Regions from separate parts of the Triticum aestivum genome. Here region 2 is linked to region 1. A link is a contact called in public Hi-C data. All regions are on one chromosome and are shown on one strand. Each heading gives the region's core, a stretch centred on a gene start, on an enhancer-like site or on the middle of the called end of the contact. The rest is flanking DNA. Distances are from core to core; before and after follow the strand shown.

The links. A called contact is a pair of places that touch in the nucleus more often than the background predicts.
Region 2: a contact with region 1 is called in a Hi-C map of leaf, with 4 times the contacts expected there. The contact joins the promoter of LOC123058598 here to the promoter of LOC123062137 in region 1. A contact is called at or near these places in 2 of 5 Hi-C or Micro-C datasets (both in leaf).

What each region holds. Positions count from the first base shown.
Region 1 is chr3A:547,392,930-547,398,447 of IWGSC CS RefSeq v2.1, forward strand. It overlaps LOC123062137 (mitochondrial import inner membrane translocase subunit TIM50), which reads right to left and starts at 2,581. Exons shown (of 11, transcript XM_044485498.1): 1 at 2,105-2,581; 2 at 1,917-2,005; 3 at 1,446-1,482; 4 at 782-843; 5 at 572-685. The coding sequence starts at 2,381.
Region 2 is chr3A:547,613,193-547,618,599 of IWGSC CS RefSeq v2.1, forward strand. LOC123058598 reads right to left here and starts at 4,059. Exons shown (of 1, transcript XM_044481305.1): 1 at 3,290-4,059. The coding sequence starts at 3,841. The coding sequence ends at 3,515.

The sequences.
Region 1 (5,518 bases), core at 1,331-3,830:
GCTTTGTTAGACACATGTTCAAAAATGCCATTGGGCACCATTATTGTGATCTCAAATCTCTTTTGCCATGTTATAATGACATAAATACCTATGAACCAGCATGCCAACTCTCCTTCTATCTTACTACAATAAAGTGTGGGGCCCACTTGATCCCAACGATGTTCTTATTTTCCTATAAAATTATTCGCTTGGTTACTCCTGACAAGCGGGGCCACACTTATCATTGTGAGATAGAGAGAACTGACATGTGGGTCTAGGCTTATTTTTGTCATATAACATGGTCAATGAGTTTGATGTGAAAATAACGATGTCTAATGGCATTTTTGAGGAAACATCTAACGGAACGATGGCATTTTTGAGCAAACATCTCACGGATCGATGGCATTTTTGAGTAGTTGTAACTTCTAATGGTAAAACTGAATAGTGGGACACAACTAGTGGCAAAAATGATAAAAACCCTAGTAAATTTGTGGTATATTAACAGATTTACTCATACAGTCATACACTTATACATGAGCGGCAGGCATAGCAAACAACAAGATTCTAAACTTCATAGGAAACACGAGTTCACCTTCCAATCTGAGTATACAAGAGTCTCATTCAGATCCAGAACTATGGTAAAGACATGCTGTTCTTGAGGAGGTAGATCTGGAAGGAGTTTTTCTGATGATGGTTCAACAAATCCCTGCAGTGCATATAATTGTTAGTATCATAAAGAACGGATAATTTACAATATAAAAGATGGATCACCAATAGCAAAAGTTCTATCTTTTTTACTAACCTGAATTTGATCTTCAATTTGGCTCCTGACATCCAAGTACAGGTCAATAGCAGCAGCAGGAACTGCAGAACAGAACATACAGTTTATACTAAGCCGGCAAAAAGAAGGAATGACTCAACCGATAAGGAACATAGGCAGACAGTTAACAAATAATGTAGTAATAGATGTTAACTGAAGAGCCTATCTAGCTGGTCAGGTTAATCAATAAGCTCATCTCATGCTCCTTCCGAGTGATGTGCATTTGTAGAGCAATCTAGAATGTGCTTATACAAACATTATCATGCAATGATTAACAGCCAGGTTGAATAGATTATAGCCAACAATTTTAGTACCAATGACACACCTCTTCATACAAATTGATCGCAGTAAATGAAAACATATAATTTGATGCATACAGTCTAACGATACGCAAACTCCTGTTAATAAAGAAATGTGTTCCCTAGCCACTGTAAACTACTTAAAAGTGGAGAGACTTGGTTATTCACTGGTGTGTGAGAAAAATATTCCAAGGTTGCCTGGAAGCTGCCAGTTTATGTACCAAGCAATCATAACAGGATCGTGAGTTGCTCATTAGGTGGCTGAAGAAAATGTCTGCACGATAATTGGCAATCTGTATCCAAGAGGTAACAGTAAAGACAAGGAATGAGTGTGCAGTAGTCCCTACCTTTCACAGTTTCTGAATAAGCCATAGCCTTAAACTTCTGCACACATGAAAAGCCATAATTGTCAGACAAGATTGACGGTAGATATCCAGTGGAGAAAGTTATTGCTGCACACTACTTCAGGTTTTCTCAAACCCCCACAATGCAAGCCTCCCATAGAACATCATGTTCCAGACCAAAAGATTTCCGCATCCTTCTAATGCATGCCAATTCCTTGCTACTCGAACCAAACGACCAAATATTTTATTCCAGAAAGTGTAAGCTCCTACATAGGGGATGATGCAAATCACAACAACAAAAATACTACTACCATGCATGATATGTTACAAGTTTATTGCGCACCTCATCAGATCCCAAGTTCACATTTCCTAATCTCATCCAAATGCTGCTGCTTAATGTTTATGCAGTCACGCACGCAACTGAACAAACAACAGGATAAAACAACACGAGCACCAAAAAACATGATATGTAACCTCAAAGCAGGACAAGTCCTCGCTGATTGGGAGCTTCGAGTTCTTCCGGAACTCCCGCGTCATCTGATCCACTTCATCCACGGAATAAGCTACAGAGACGAAAACACGAATCACTCCCTACGAATCACACGCGCGACACCAGACCAAACCGAGCGATCCTGCGGAGGAATACGGATCGGAGATCGCACCGTATGTGACATAGCCTGTGGCGCCGAGCGCGGCGGTGACGGCGGTGAAGATACCGGCCTTAAGCAGACGGAAGGAGCTGCGGGTCCCCGAAGGCGGCGCCGGGGAGGGATCGCCAGCGGCGGCCGCCTCCTTGGGAGCGGAAGATGCGTCGGCGCCGGCAGGCGCCTCCTTCGAAGCGAGGGATGCGGCGGCGGCGGCGGCGGGTGAAATGGTGGAGAAGGGGGCGGCGGAGGACCTGAGCGTGAGGGCGAAGCGCGACCTCGCGATGCGGGACATGGCGCGGCTTGCGAGAGGGGCAAGGAATGTGGGAGGGTCGTCGGATTTTGGTTTGGCTCGCGCCGAGGGTTTAAGGAGAGAGGGGGCTGACTGGGTGCCTGAGCCCGAGCCCGAGGAGGGGGGGAGAGGAAGGAGGCGGCGGCGAGGCGATGGGCGAAGGAGGTGGAAGAGTCAGGGTCTCGGAGACTGACTGTTGCAAGCTGCCCCCACTTGTCAGCGGCTAGCAATTTCTCCAGGGCTCGGGAGAGTGGCATATGCGTGCACGATGCGTTTTGGAGGGGGCAGGCCACAGGCATGCGGGCCAGATGCTGGCGCGATTGCTAGCCCATTACGAGCAGTATAATAAATATAGTGCTCGCCTACAGGCCGGCCCATTTACGAGAGTGTAGAGAAGCATTAAGCTGTTTTAGAAAGTTTCCAGAACATTCTGTCCGGTTTTGGGAAGTTTTTTTTGCGAGATCGGTTTTGGGAAGGTTCCAGAACCTTCCATCAGGTTTTGTTTCTTCCTTTCTTTATTTTTATTTTTTCCCTTCCCCTTTTTCGGTTTCTTTCTGTTTTTATTTTTTTATGTTTCTTCTTTTTTCTTTTTATTATCCATTTTTTACACTTATTTTTCAATAACTAACGATTTTTTTCCAAATTCGCGAAACTATGATCCTTTTTAAAATTTATGAATATTTTAATTTCATGAACATTTTAAAAATATGTATATTTTAATATGTGGACATTATTTAAAATTCGTGAACATTTTTTTGAATTCATGGATATTTTGAACATTTTTTCAAATTCGACAACTGGCGGTTTCAACGAAATAAATTAATTTTAAAATGAAAAAAGAAACTTTTTTAGTGCCCACGTACACACATATCATAATTGTTTTCTTATTTCCAGCCTATGTCAATGACTGTCCAACTGGAGCAGAGGCGCAATCGATGGGTCGGCCCAATTGGAGCACCATCCTTGTTTTCTTACTTAAGTTCTTTGAAAAGCCTTGTTCCCTCGAGACGACATCTCTTACTCGTGGTGTAGCATTTTACATGATGGTTAGGCAAAGGTTATATTTTGGCGTATCGGTGATGGCACAAATGCTAAAATATGGTCCTTCCCATGGATTCCTATGGCCCAGTCCAAGAAAGTGATCATGCCACAAGATCCTAGTTTACTTGACTATATCAGTGACCTAATTATCCTAGTGACAGGAAGCCAGGATGAGAGCTTGGCGTGAAAGAAGTTCTGGTCGGATGATACAAGGCATATACTGCAAAATTATTGTTGCCACTTTGGTAGCAAAGCGATTCACTCCTTTTGACATGCATATAGGTTGCATGTGCAACTCTCTCATGTAGAGCGTAATGGAGCTTTGAACAGTAGCTCAACCACTACATGGAACCTGGACTTGTGTGACAATCCATCTTGAAAATGCAGACGATAAATCAGATACAAAAGCATGATTCCCTTATAGTCTAAACAAATTTGATGAGAAGGGGAGTAAAGTTTGAAAATACGAAATGCATATTTTTGTGGGCGAGTGGACGAAGACGGTGCACACATGTTCCTTAGGTGCAAGGAAGACGTGAAGTTCCAACTGAAGATGTGGTTTTCTCAAATCGATGTAGTTGTCTGTCGCCATGAGGTGAACATGGTAGCTCATGAGTTAGCGAGAGAAGGGTCTTTGTGTTTGCCTTATACTAATCTTTGTTGAACATCTGATATACCACTCGGAGTTGTTGTTTTTCATTTGGGTGATATACCCAGACATGGTTAAGTAATAAAATTAGGACTCCGATAAGTGGCACATGTGTGGCACGAAGCAATTTCGCCCTGGCAGTTTTTGATGGCCAGTTTAGTTACCCGAGGATGGCAATTTTAGTTGTGAAGCATGGCAACTTTCTGTTTGGATGGCAAACTTTAGTTTTTTTATATATTTTTTTGCATGGCAAACTTAGTTGTAAAAAGGGCAGGGGCGGTGTTACTTCGTGCCACATGTGTGGCACTTAACATTTGGGTAAAATTATGATTTCCCCTTAAAAACTCTAGAAATCCTCTTTGGATGAAAATTTAAAGAGCGCACAAAAAAGTAGGAAAATTTTAGTATAAAAAACATGGATTCTAAATAGTAGTATACATTTTGTTTAGATGTGCCCTTTTTGTTGGCAAATGTATGAAATTAAACCAATATGGAGAGAGCCTCCTAGTGCAATGGCAAGTAGCCATTGGCATGGTAAATCTTCTCTACTCTTATAAAAGGCTCAATTGGTGATGATGGTGTGTCTACCATCCGTCATTTCTGACCATTGATCTGCATCTAATGATTATGAGGTAAGTTGTGGTCTTTTTGAAACAATAGCCGACTTGTCTGCTTCAATTTGTAGAAAACCTCTTATTTTCCTTTGTCTTCGAGGCACCGGTAGGTTTGTGTCTAGATTTTTTTGGGGATCGTGTGGGTGAGGATGTTGTACAATGGAAGGTTAGTTGCCATGAAGGTTGAAAAGCTATACATGATCACACATTTAAGGTTTATAATTGTTCAATTGAAAACCTAAAATTGGTAAATTAATAGTTTCTCTTGGTTGGTTGACTATATGGCGTGGGGACTTAAGTGGGAAACTACTAGCTAGTGAACTGGAATTATGTGTACTTGGGGTTTAGAGGCTCCATATGTGTGATTTTAATGTAGAAATTCATCTATTTGAAAACTTTGCAAATCAAAAGATGATGGGTTTTGTTGGAGTTGATCCCACTCAGGGTGGTTGGGAGGGGGAGGGGGTGACGGGGGCATCTATCGTACAACTGACTGAAAGTTCTTGTATTTTTTACGTCAAAATTAATGCATAAGATGAAAAGTATATGTTTTTTATACATAAATAGAGTCATTGACCATTCGATCAAAAGGTATTTTTGCTTTCATCTTTCGGATTTTGTGATCTCCAAACGTTCAAAATTGTGTCCCGGGGTTGACGTGTCCAACACCGCTAGTTCGATATATCACCTGTATGTCGAGCTAGATCAAATCAAGGGTCTATCACGAGCCCAGAATTGTGACGTCACAACGATTTCGCTATAGGACTAGTATGGGATTAGTTTTCTCGTGTCCACATGTGTTGTTGCCGTGTCAATATGTTGAAGGAAATATTCCC
Region 2 (5,407 bases), core at 2,809-5,308, 220 kb after region 1:
GTGTTTGAAGACTACTTTGAAGTATTCGAAGGAGGAACCCGCCTTGCAATGCCGAAGACAATCTGCGCGTCGGACACATCGTCATTGAAACCTGGTTCAAGGGCTACTGAGGGAGTCCTGGATTAAGGGGTCCTCGGGCGTCCGAGCTATGTGACGTGGGCAGGACTAATGGGCCATGAAGATACAAGACAAAAGACTTCTTCCCGTGTCTGAATGGGACTCTCCTTTATGTGGAAAGCAAGCTTGGCGTTCGGATATGAAGATTCCTTCCTCTGTAAACCAACTCTGTATAACCCTAGGTCCCTCCGGTGTCTATATAAACTGGAGGGTTTAGTCCATAGAGGCAATCATAATCATACATGCTAGACGTCTAGGGTTTAGCCATTACGATCTCGAGGTAGATCAACTCTTGTAAACCCCATATTGATCCAAGATAATCAAGCAGGAAGTAGGGCATTACCTCCATCAAGAGGGCCCGAACCTGGGTAAACACCATGCCCCTGTCTCTTGTTACCTTCGATCCTTAGACGCACAGTTTGGGACCCCCTACCCGAGATCTGCCAGTTTTGACACCGACATTGGGCTTTAGGGATATCCATTGTTTTAACTTGGCACTCCTGGCTAAGCAAGCATGGAGTCTTATTGATAACGCAGACTCTTTGTGTGCAACGGTTCTTAAGGCTAAATATTTTCTAGATGGTGAGTTGATCAATGCCAAACTGAAGAAAGGTTCATCTTTTACATGGCAAAGTATAATGGCAGGCGTGAATACTCTAAAGCAGGGATGCATTTGGAGAGTAGGGGATGGACGGAAAATAAATATCTGGAATGATGCATGGCTACAAGGAACTCAAAATAGGAAGGTAATAACCCCACGAGGCAACCAGATCATATCTAAAGTTCATGATTTAATTGATCCCGGTACAGGCCAATGGGATGAGGAGCTTGTAAGACAAACGTTCTGGCATGTTGATTGCAACTGAATATTAGCTATACCATTACCAAACTACGACATGGAGGATTTCCTAGCATGGGGAATGTCAAAGAATTTCCAGTTCTTTGTCAAATCGGCGTACTATGTGGAATGGGATCACAAGTTTGGAAACAATCTCTGTTGGTCAAATGGCCAAGGTGCACCACAAAACGTGAGTGTGGAAGAAAGTTTGGGAACTAGACTGCCTGGCAAAAGTCAAAATTTTCACTTGGAAAGCGCTGCATGGTACCCTAGCATGTGGTGTCAATTTGGCCCAGAGACATATCAAGGTGTCGCCGCAATGCCCCTGTTGCAAGAGAGGGGCCAACACTACGGCTCATGTGTTGTTTCAATGCCCTGCCGCAATGAATGTTTGGAAAGAGCTTGCTCTGGAGAAACTAATTCAAAAGGCGTGTCTCATTGATAGGGCGGGCAAAAGTATATTTCGATTCCTATTGGAGATGCCACAACATGAAATGATGGGTCAGAAACAGGAAAAGATGCATGAAATGATACCAATAACCTGCTAGTACCTATGGTTGGAAAGGAGAAAGCTACGCCATGGAGAAAAGGTTCAAACTGCTAACCAGATTGCTACTTCTGTTAGAGTCCTTACAACTAATTACACTGTTGCGGTCGCTCCTAAAGCTAAGAGGAAAATAGGAGGATGGGAACTCTCGCCTAGAGGACATGTGAAATTGAATGTGGATGCCTTCTTTGATGATGATCTGCTTGTAGGGATGACAGATGCAATCATCAGAGATGACAGAGGTAATTTTATCAGCGCGGGTAATTGGAAACTTGATTTCTGTTATGATGTTCTTTTAGCCGAAGCAACTGCATTGCGATATGATTTATCTTTAGCACAAACTGTAGGCTGTAATAATATCATCATTAACTCTGATAATTTGGAAGTGGTGAATACTATGAATGAGGGAGGAAGATCGGCAGGACCAGTAGCAGCAATCTTCAACGACCGTTATCACATGGCATGTGATTTTCTTTATACTTCTTTTGTGCATTCCCCCATAAAGGCAAATATGGTCGCCCATGAACTGGCAAATTTGGCAAAGGCGGCTTTATGTAGTACTCCCTCCCTCCGGTCCTTTTTAGTTCGTATATAAGATTTGACTGAAGTCAAGCCTCGTAAAGTTTGACCAACTTTATAGAAAAAAATACCAACATTCACAATCTGAAATCAATATCAATAGATGTGTCATGACTTAAAGTTCCATATTGTATAACTTTAGCATGGCAGATGTTGATATTTTTTCATATAAATACAATCAAACTTTGTAAAGTTTGACTTCAGAGAATTCTAATATGCAGAGTAAAAAGGACCGGAGGAAGTAGTTTCTTCGATAAGACTCCTAGTGAATTTATCCTGCTTTTACTCAGCAATGTAACTCTTGTAACACTGTAATAAAGTGGGATGATTTGTTTTTAAAAAAATAGCGAAGAAATTTTGACAGTACAAACAACGACCACTGGTGAAATAAAAACAGACCTTAAAATCACACCGTAAAAGAAACAGACATCGATCATGCTCAACACCATGGACCATCCGAGAAACTTGAGTGAGAGGATCCACGGCCCGTTCATTGACTGGTGTCGTAGACCTCACTCCTCCTAAAGCAGATCAAGACATACAACTAATTTACTAGTACGGCGACAGCAACTAACTAGGCTAGCTCGTTTTCGTTCCAAGTCGGATCAGAGAGTTCAGCACTGCTCGCGGTAAAAAGAATCAGAGTTTGGTATGACGGGGTCCTACGGTGACATCGACGGGAGACTGGAGGACATACGTACGTGTGATCACCGGGCTCACACCATGTTCAACTCCAATATAAAATTATTTGAACTAAGTAAGTTATAGTAATGATACGAGAAAAATGACAGGGACGGTGCAGGGGACATTTTCTACTTTGGTGATACTACTGTGCGCCGAAAGGATGATGCGTCGGGCAGAAGAATCCATCTCTTGCCACGCCGAAAGGGTGTACCCTAGCTATCAATCTATCGCATTTTCGGCTTTACAGTTCCTAGCAGACGCCAACAGATGGTCGGTTTGGAAATGAGGTTTATTGCCCCCTGCACCATCGCTTACCGAGGTCTTTTTCAAATACAAGAGGCGAGGCAGATTCTTCAAGAGAAATTCGAGGTTCGGCCGCTCAAGGCCTTTGACCTCGGGCCTTCAGCTCCGATCTCTCGCTTTCATGGCATCAAATCAAAGCATCGAGAGTTGAAGACTCCACCTGAAAACGGAAGAACATGGAGCACCAGTGGTACCTGGTACTCAAATTATGCGCGCTGACGGAGCGAATTTATGACATCTTTATTCAATGGTACTATTGTACACCACACCACGGAGACGGGAGGATCCTACGCTAGCCACGGCTGCACCACCGCACACCGGGGGCGCCCGGCGACGGGCCCCCGGCTCCCAGGCGGGCCCATACAGGTTACCCCACGTCTCTCCTGAGCTAGCCCCGGCGAACAAGGCCATCTCGCGGCCGCGCGCACCTCCTCCTCCCCGGCTCTTCAGATCTCCGGCTCCGGCGGCACCTCCACGGTGGCGGACGCCTCCGGGAGGAGGTGCTCGGGGCGGCACCCGGCGACGAAGTCGATGATCTCCTTGCCGGACTCCTCCGCGCCGCTGGGCGGCGGCGAGATCCGGAGCAGCACGGTGATGGCCACGAGGAAGAAGCCCGTGGAGACGAGCAGCGGCCAGAAGAAGGAGACCACGGCGCCGAGCCTGGGCCCGACGGCGGAGATCGACACCACGGCGACGGCGAGGAACGCCACCGCCGCCGCCGCACGCAGCCGGTGCTCCCACATTAGCTCCCCGAGCTTCGCCTTGGTCGTCATCGCCGGATCGGCGCCGCGAGCACGCCCGGAGAGGAGAGATCTACGGGAAGGGGGGTCTGGCTAGCTCGCTAGCCCGGTAGCTAGGGCTTTGGTTTTAGGAGGTGAGATGGGGGCTTCGTCGGGAGGGTGGAGACTGGAGAGTGGGGAAAGGGATGGTGATAAGCGTGGGGTTATCTCATACTCCTCCCTACTGAGGAGATTCGCCCTGCCGCCGCCTCCAGCCAAGGTTGTGTGCTTTTTTGGCACGTTTTTTTCTCGCAGCGACGGGGATGGCGTGGATGCGGATACTGTCGACGACGGTGCGCTTACCTTTTACGACGGAGTTCACCAAAATGCCCCCCGCGCGCAGGACTGCCGTGCTCATGAGTCGCTCTGATTTGCTTCAACCGGTGGTCAGCCACGGGAATTCTTGATATTCTTTTTTATTTCTCAATCAAACATATGACACTGTTTGCGTAAAAGCGACTGGAGGAATTGGGTCGGCTCCCACAGTCCCACTGAATCAGACGGCTCTATTTCGCCCCCTTCAACTCACCTAGCAACGGGAGCGATTAGATCACCTTCCGCCAAATCGAAAGCCTATGTTTAGCATCCTTCCGCTCACCTTTGGGGAATGCGTGGGTGCGTTCACGTAAAATCGACGGGAGGGATTGGGTCACCTCCCGCCGAATCAGACGCCTTTATTTAACCCCCTTCGACTCACCCAGCAATGAAAGCGATTGGATCATCTTTCGTCAAATCGGACGCATCTGTTTAGCACTCTTCGACTCACCTCTGAGAAATGCAAGGGCGTGTTCGTGTAAAAGCAGCGGGAGGGATTGGGTCGTCTTTCGCCGAATCATACGCCTCTATTTAGCTCCCTTCGACTCACCTAGCGACGGGAGGTATTGGATCACCTTCTGCCAAATCGGACGTCTCTGTTAAGCATCCTTCGGCTCACCTAGGAAGAATGCAAGTAAAAATACAGTGCACGCAACCAAGCAGACTTCAGGTCGACACGCATCACAAAGGGTTTCCGTGGCCCGCAGGTGCACTGCATTAACACTGGTTATACATCTGAGAGGGCATTTTGGGAAGGCATGTATTTTCGTTGTGTGATCTACAGCTGTTGGATTGTCAGGGTCCGTTTGGCGTTACACGGGCAATGCACGCAGGGGCACAAGGTCGGAACGTGGGGCCAGCAGCCCAGCAGTGCGCATGTACGGCTCATAAGCGCTGCGTTGCTTGCTCACGTTGTTGGCACGTGCAAGGCACTCGACTCACCGGTTCCATGAATTCTCTCTATCCCGTGACCTTGCGATGGGCAAGAGGCCCAGCCTGCCACGCCAATGCCATACATCGCCTTTTTATATGGGAGAGAAATGCTATACATCGCCTTTTTTAGAAGATGCTATCCATCGCCTAAGCCTAAGCATCGATGCTGGCGGTCGGCTGCGACTCGCCTCAGTGGGCCGGTCCAGTAAAGCAGTTTTGGAAGCTTGTATGAACCGGTTTAGACTGGTTTTAGAAGCATTCATGTGGTTTTTTTTTTTGTTTCTATGTGTTTTAGCGTTATCATCGGGTTTT